2 separate regions of the Hordeum vulgare genome follow, and region 1 is linked to region 2. Evidence: chromatin contacts called from public Hi-C data. All regions are on one chromosome and are shown on one strand. Each heading gives the region's core, a stretch centred on a gene start, on an enhancer-like site or on the middle of the called end of the contact. The rest is flanking DNA. Distances are from core to core; before and after follow the strand shown. Region 1 has its middle 130 kb from the start of LOC123409985. Region 2 has its middle 8.6 kb from the start of LOC123414437.

Region 1 (3,031 bases), core at 226-2,725, 520 kb after region 2:
ACACACTATTTGTAATTTTTATTGTGTCGAGTTTTCATTTTATTCATATAGCTTGCCAAAAAATTACACGAAATTACCGGAATTAGTTTTCAGAATATGAACCACTTAGTGGCCAGACTAAAAATAACTTAGTTGCCAGCTATTTTTACATCTTAGTTGTTCAGTGTTTAATTGTGTCGAGTTGCCATCTTTAATTCATGTAGCTTGTCAGAAAAAACATTACATGCTAGTACTTGTTATTTTTTTTGCGAACGGAAAGAATTGTATTAATCAAGGTAGCTCATTACAATCCTGCTGACACGAAATGCCAATCTCATCAGATCCATTCCGTAGCCAAACAACGGTACGAGGGATCAAGAGTCCCATCTGAGCTAACATATGACTAACTTTATTTCTACTCATGCTGACATGTGATGTTACATGCTCCGGGCCTACAGAAAGAAGCCTCTTTATCTCACCAACTAGAGCTGCTACAGGTGATCGGTTTTGCTGGTCTGGCTCCATGATCATTTTGGCTCCAATGATGCTATCAGTTTCCAGTATCAATGGTTCGTTGTTGCGTCACTCCAGGGCTAGGGCGATTCCCTCCCTACATGCTTCTACCTCCGCCTCAAGTGGGCTAGCGCAGGAAGTAATGAACCTGCATGATGAATAGACAATTGCCCCATTATTATCGCGAAGGATCATTCGAGCATCATCAATATTGTCCGCCTTCCTCCAGGATCCGTCAACATTCAGTTTAGTCCATCCCGTAGGAGGCTTAGTCCATTGCTCCGACGGTCGTGTACAAGAGGCCGACGTTGTTCTCGCCCTGGATTGGCGTCGGCGCTGTCCTCGAGTTACCACCATTTTCCCTTTAGCCAGATCGCCTTGCGGATGTTGCTCAATGCACATGAGACTGTCAATGTAACTGCATAAAAATCTGCAAGAAGCTTCAATAGTTGGCGCCGGCTTGTTATGGGTGATCTCGTTGCGAATGTGCCAAGTACGCTAGAAGGTCATGAGAATTGTCAGCCGCTCCTCTTCCAAGCACTCGTTCAGAAGAAGCAAAGCCCATTCAGAACTAGTATTTGCGATACTCTCAAGTCGCGACATGCTAAATGAGGCGGCCTTCTTTTCCCACAACATACGGGCAAGCGGACACCTACAAATAGCATGCCAATCAAATTATCAGAATTATATGTTGTACTTGCTTACCTAGTTAACTATGTTTAAAAAAAATACACACTTGGTCATATTAAAAATACCTAGCTATCAGGTTTATTCCTTTGTAATCTTATATTGTAGGCTAGGACCGTATGGACAGCGCATCGTACAAATATGCTTTTCTGAAAACGAGTGAACTTACCCTCAAAAGAAAAAAGAAAACGAGTGAACTTTATTGAGAGACGCTAGCAGGCTAGCAGCTGGGCAGTCCTTGAGGGAGCTGGTAAGAAGAAAGTCATGCATGAGACTGAACATGGAAATGCGGCCTCTGCACGCTCCAACGGACGGGGCCGGCCGGTGGCGAGGGTGGCTCTGGGCCTCGCCGATTGGCCAGATGCTCGCACCACCCGCGAACAGCACAGACCATACACGAACCTTCTTCAGCGCTGCTGCTGTCGCTTTTCTAAATGAAAAAGAATGTGCTGCTGCGGATGCATGTCATGTCAAATGCTGCGTAGTCAGATCAGATGGGATGGATTCGCTACGTCAGGTGGATGTTTGTGCAAATATGGTACTACTACTATATCTAAGAGTATGTACAACTGGAAGTTGGCAGCCGCGCGGACGCTAACCACGTCAAAAGTCCGTCCCCGCAATCTACTCCTTCGAACTAATCTTTGAATTCATATATTAGTCTCATGCAACATAATGAAATTACATAAGCTAGTTAAATACATGTGTCATCGGACTACAAAAAATTAACATCTTTTAAGTAATAAAACGTCCTTTATTAAAAAAATCAAAAATTAACATGTCTTATTAAGAACATCTTCAACATTAATCCGTAAATTTGCTTCAATATTCGTTTGCGGACTAATGGGCCATCCAACGCTACCCGCAATCATTTCAAGCCGGGTTTCGATTTAACGGACGAAATTCATACAAACCGGCTGGTATTCATCAAAGTTCAACAAATTTATACAAATCATCCATACATAGTATGCACGTATAACAATGTCCCAAATTTGATGTCCAAGTTTTTCAACGGATGATGTTGTCTCACAAATATTGTCCCTTAAACTTCATCCAATGATGTGTGTACGTAAATGGCCATTCTTTTGTCCCGTGGTACATCCCGACAACGTGTGCGTGCTACACACTATGAATAATAACATTGAATGAATGAATGATTCAGTCATCAAGTTGAGGAAGAATAAGCAAAAATTACGACCTACTCTATCGCGTGCAATGGCCACCTTGACTCTAGCTGAGCAATTAGGTGACAAAACTTGGTGACGATGATGTGGATGGCGTACCACTCATACGATAACAACCTCACATTGCGAACATGGATGATGTGCATGTCGTAGGACGCAAATGTGTTTTCGTTTGTGAAATGATTCATGTACTTGCTGACAGAAGGTCCCTTTCTGCTCCTGCCTACGAAATCCACGGATACGATCAACCATACATCCCACAATATCTCATCCTTCATGGTCTAGTATCCCGCCATCCTTCTTACTGTGAGAAAACGATATGGCATCCAAAAATAATCTCAACGGCATTTGATTGAACACATGTCGGGCATGATGGTCATCATGGAGGTCGTCAACAGGGTGGGGAAGTGTACCTGGATACAAACGGACCGAGGGTGGACAATGCTGTTGTAAAAGATGGGCAGGTGCATCGGTGCTGGTTGTGAACATCCGACAATACTTGTGAGGTGGGCTAGTAGATAAAAGAGAGGTGGAGGGTGCAAACGCAAAGCAAGGGGGGGGGGAAGTGGGGGAGCGGAAGAAAATGGGGCCGGGAGGGCCGATTTAGTGGGCCTGGGTCCAACGTGGTTGCTGTCCGGGCTCCCAACACCCTGATATGTCTCCAAGGT
Region 2 (2,954 bases), core at 299-2,798:
ATTTTAGATATGGGAATAAAAGCACTTCACATTATTGAATATGTAGGTGTAAGTAATTAATGACTTCGAGTGGATTGATGTATGCTTTTGCCAATTTTTATAAAATAATTAATAAAGATGACTGCATGCATCAATTGATGCAGAGACAGAGAGTTTAACCTTCTTTAAAAAAAAAGTCAAAAAAAATCAGTGCTCTAAAAAAGCCATTCTAGAAGCATTTTGGAGGCCCTTTTCTTCACATAGAACAACCACCATGCATGTCATTTTTACGTGAAAATTCACACATGAATAGAACAGTCAATCATGTTTGTTAAACAAATTCAATTTTATTTTTTTGTTATTTTTTTAGATTCTAGTGTTCACACGGGCTCGAGGGATCATTGGTCGGCATCTACGGTGGAGCGGCGTTCCTTGTGACACATCGATGTCGTGGAGTCTCGGCGGCGAGGCGCAACAATGTCTCGGCGACGGATGCGTGATGATGAGCGCGCGTAGGGAGGAGGCGTTGTCTGGCGCCGTGGGTGCATCGACGGCAGGCCTTGCAAGGTCGATGCGTCAGTAACTCTTCTGAAGATGGATTGATGGAAAGCGGCGGCGACGACCTATGAGGGTGCGTTCGACCGGTTTGTGCCCCTGACCCGGTATGTGGCTCGGTCGGGCACTCCGGCTTTAGATGTTAGGCTAGGTGAGAGGTCTGGGTATGTGACTCACACTTCCTGCATCCCTTCATCATTGGATAGAACTAGCGATAGATGTTGTCAAGAGGGCGACTTCAGATATATTGATGTATTGCTTTATAAGATCTTTGTGCATAATTAATAAAATGGCTGCATGCATCTTCGAGATGCAGAAGCCGGGGATCATCCTCCTTTTTTAAAAATAAAATAAAATATAATGTGGAACCATGTCAAAGATAGCATTTTCGTTGACTCTGCGCCCTAAATGAGTTATTTTTCATTGTATGTGTTTTGTGCTAGACTAGATGGGTTGCAAGGCACTAACTAGCCAGTTTGGTACTGAAGTGGATATGTAGCCTTTGCTTCTTCAAGCACACAAGCAGATCACATGACAGAGGATTAACTTACTTTATGATGCTGCAAGCTAAGTGGTAGCTTGCCCTGTTGTATAATTGACCGCATAATATTAATATTGATGACTTGAAGGGACTAATAAATTCCAACAGGTGTGATTTGTTAGTTAGAAAGAGAGCTTAAAACCCTCTGCTTAAAGTCATGATCAGCCCAAGAAACTAAGCCATTTAGGTCTATTTTGTAAAGCAGGATGAGAATCACATCCAGTATGTGCCTTACAACTGTCCTAGACTTCAGCCTGACAGATAGCAACTCTAACTATTACTTAATCATAGAAAAGCAAGACAGCAAGTCCTGATCATCTAGGTCACGACATATGCTTGCACATAAGCAGTTGCTTGCTGGATTTTCTTTTTCAACGGGCGGCAGGATTTTCACTAAAGTGGAATATAGTCCCAAATCATGATTCACGCGTCGCAGGTAGGCACGAGGGGGTCGCTTCTTTGTGGCTGCATGCTTCTTTGTATATTGGATAGAGATTGAAACGGCAACGAGATAGGAAGAATATTTCAGGGGTTTAGCTCCAGAGCAAGGCAAAGAATGAGACTGGCTGGAAAAGAAAGATGGAAAGGCAAACTGAAAAGATAACTGAACTTTCTCACCGTATATCCTACTCTCAATCAGAAGCAATCCCTTTGACCAACCCAATAACTACATGATTGTACGCGCGTACGTTGGCGGCCTGCAGTCCTGCACTGCCCTGGCTAGACTAGACTACCCAGCCTTGGTGTAAAATGTGTGAGAAGACTAGATCAAAAGGCAAGGGGAGAGAACATGAAGCTGGCTGGCACCATGTATGAACACAGGATGAACAAAAGGCAGCCGTAATTTCTTCTTCTTTATTTCCTTTCAGTTATGATGGAGATTGGAGAATAGAGTTTGTACTTCCTGTCATTCAAGGTACTTTTCTTGCAGCACTTGCATTGCTTCAAGTAACATGTAGCATCCTTGTCAAAAAAGGCAGAGTAATGAAGATAACAGGCACGGTCACTTCTAGACTCATATATCTATAGCATCAGGCCAAACCTAAGGGAGAGGCTGATTCGGATCCTAGCCGTTCAACTTGAATCTAATGCTTCAAATAATTCACATGTTATAGCTTAATATTTTGAGGATCTTAGGGCAACTCTAACCGATCCCTTAGAGCATCACCCCATATAATGCCCGACTCGCAAAATAACCGTCAAAATACAGGTCTGTACGAAAAAAAGTTGCCGGATCAGACCCTCCAAACTTGTCGGATCCGTAAATGTTTTTGCGGGACGCGGTAAAAAGCTCCTCCCAATCTGTAAAAACACAGTTTTCGCGTCCGCTTTTACGGTGCCTTGTACCGAGAGGAACCAGTTGGCGGGAGCCCAACTGTCATGGAAACAACTTTCGCATCTGCTGTCTACGTCCAGCGTACGCCGCCCCGGATGTCCCGAACGCCGGCCGCCCGTCCTCGCGGCCACCCTGCTCGTCCTAGCCGGATTTGACGTCGGCGACGGAAGCTAGCTAGCTAGCTCCGGGCTCCTGGATGGATTCCATGAGCGGAGCTAGCTAGCTAGCTCCTGAACGGATTCGTGGACACCAGATATGGATTTGTGGACGGATGAGCTAGCTAGCTAGCTCGCTCCTAGATGGATTCGTGGACGAAGCCTCCGTATTTAGGAACACATTTAGTTGACCATGGACAAGTGCACAGGAAGAAGAAGATGTGGAGAACAAATGTAAGCAAAAAGTTTGATTTACAGTTTAAGTTTAAGGGATCTCTTCCCCCGCAGCTCGAACCGACCCGTAAAGGGGCATCTTCTATGAATATTCTTTTTTACAGGTTCATTTTGTAGGGCCTGACTCTGTCCTCGTCGCGCCGGCCCGTAAAGC

Evidence for each region. Hi-C and Micro-C count contacts between places; a contact is called where the count stands out from the background.
Region 1: a contact with region 2 is called in a Hi-C map of leaf, with 4 times the contacts expected there. The contact joins two enhancer-like sites. A contact is called at or near these places in 2 of 6 Hi-C or Micro-C datasets (leaf and seedling).

Annotation. Positions count from the first base shown.
Region 1 is chr7H:212,151,941-212,154,971 of MorexV3_pseudomolecules_assembly, forward strand. No RefSeq gene overlaps it. Among protein-coding and RNA genes, the nearest start is that of LOC123409985, 130 kb to the right of the region's middle. Within about 2 kb of position 1,476, at least 3 of the 3 cell types and tissues checked have open chromatin away from gene starts, as enhancers often do. A contact at or near this core is called in leaf, where this site is marked.
Region 2 is chr7H:211,630,638-211,633,591 of MorexV3_pseudomolecules_assembly, forward strand. No RefSeq gene overlaps it. Among protein-coding and RNA genes, the nearest start is that of LOC123414437, 8.6 kb to the left of the region's middle. Within about 2 kb of position 1,549, at least 1 of the 3 cell types and tissues checked has open chromatin away from gene starts, as enhancers often do. A contact at or near this core is called in leaf, where this site is marked.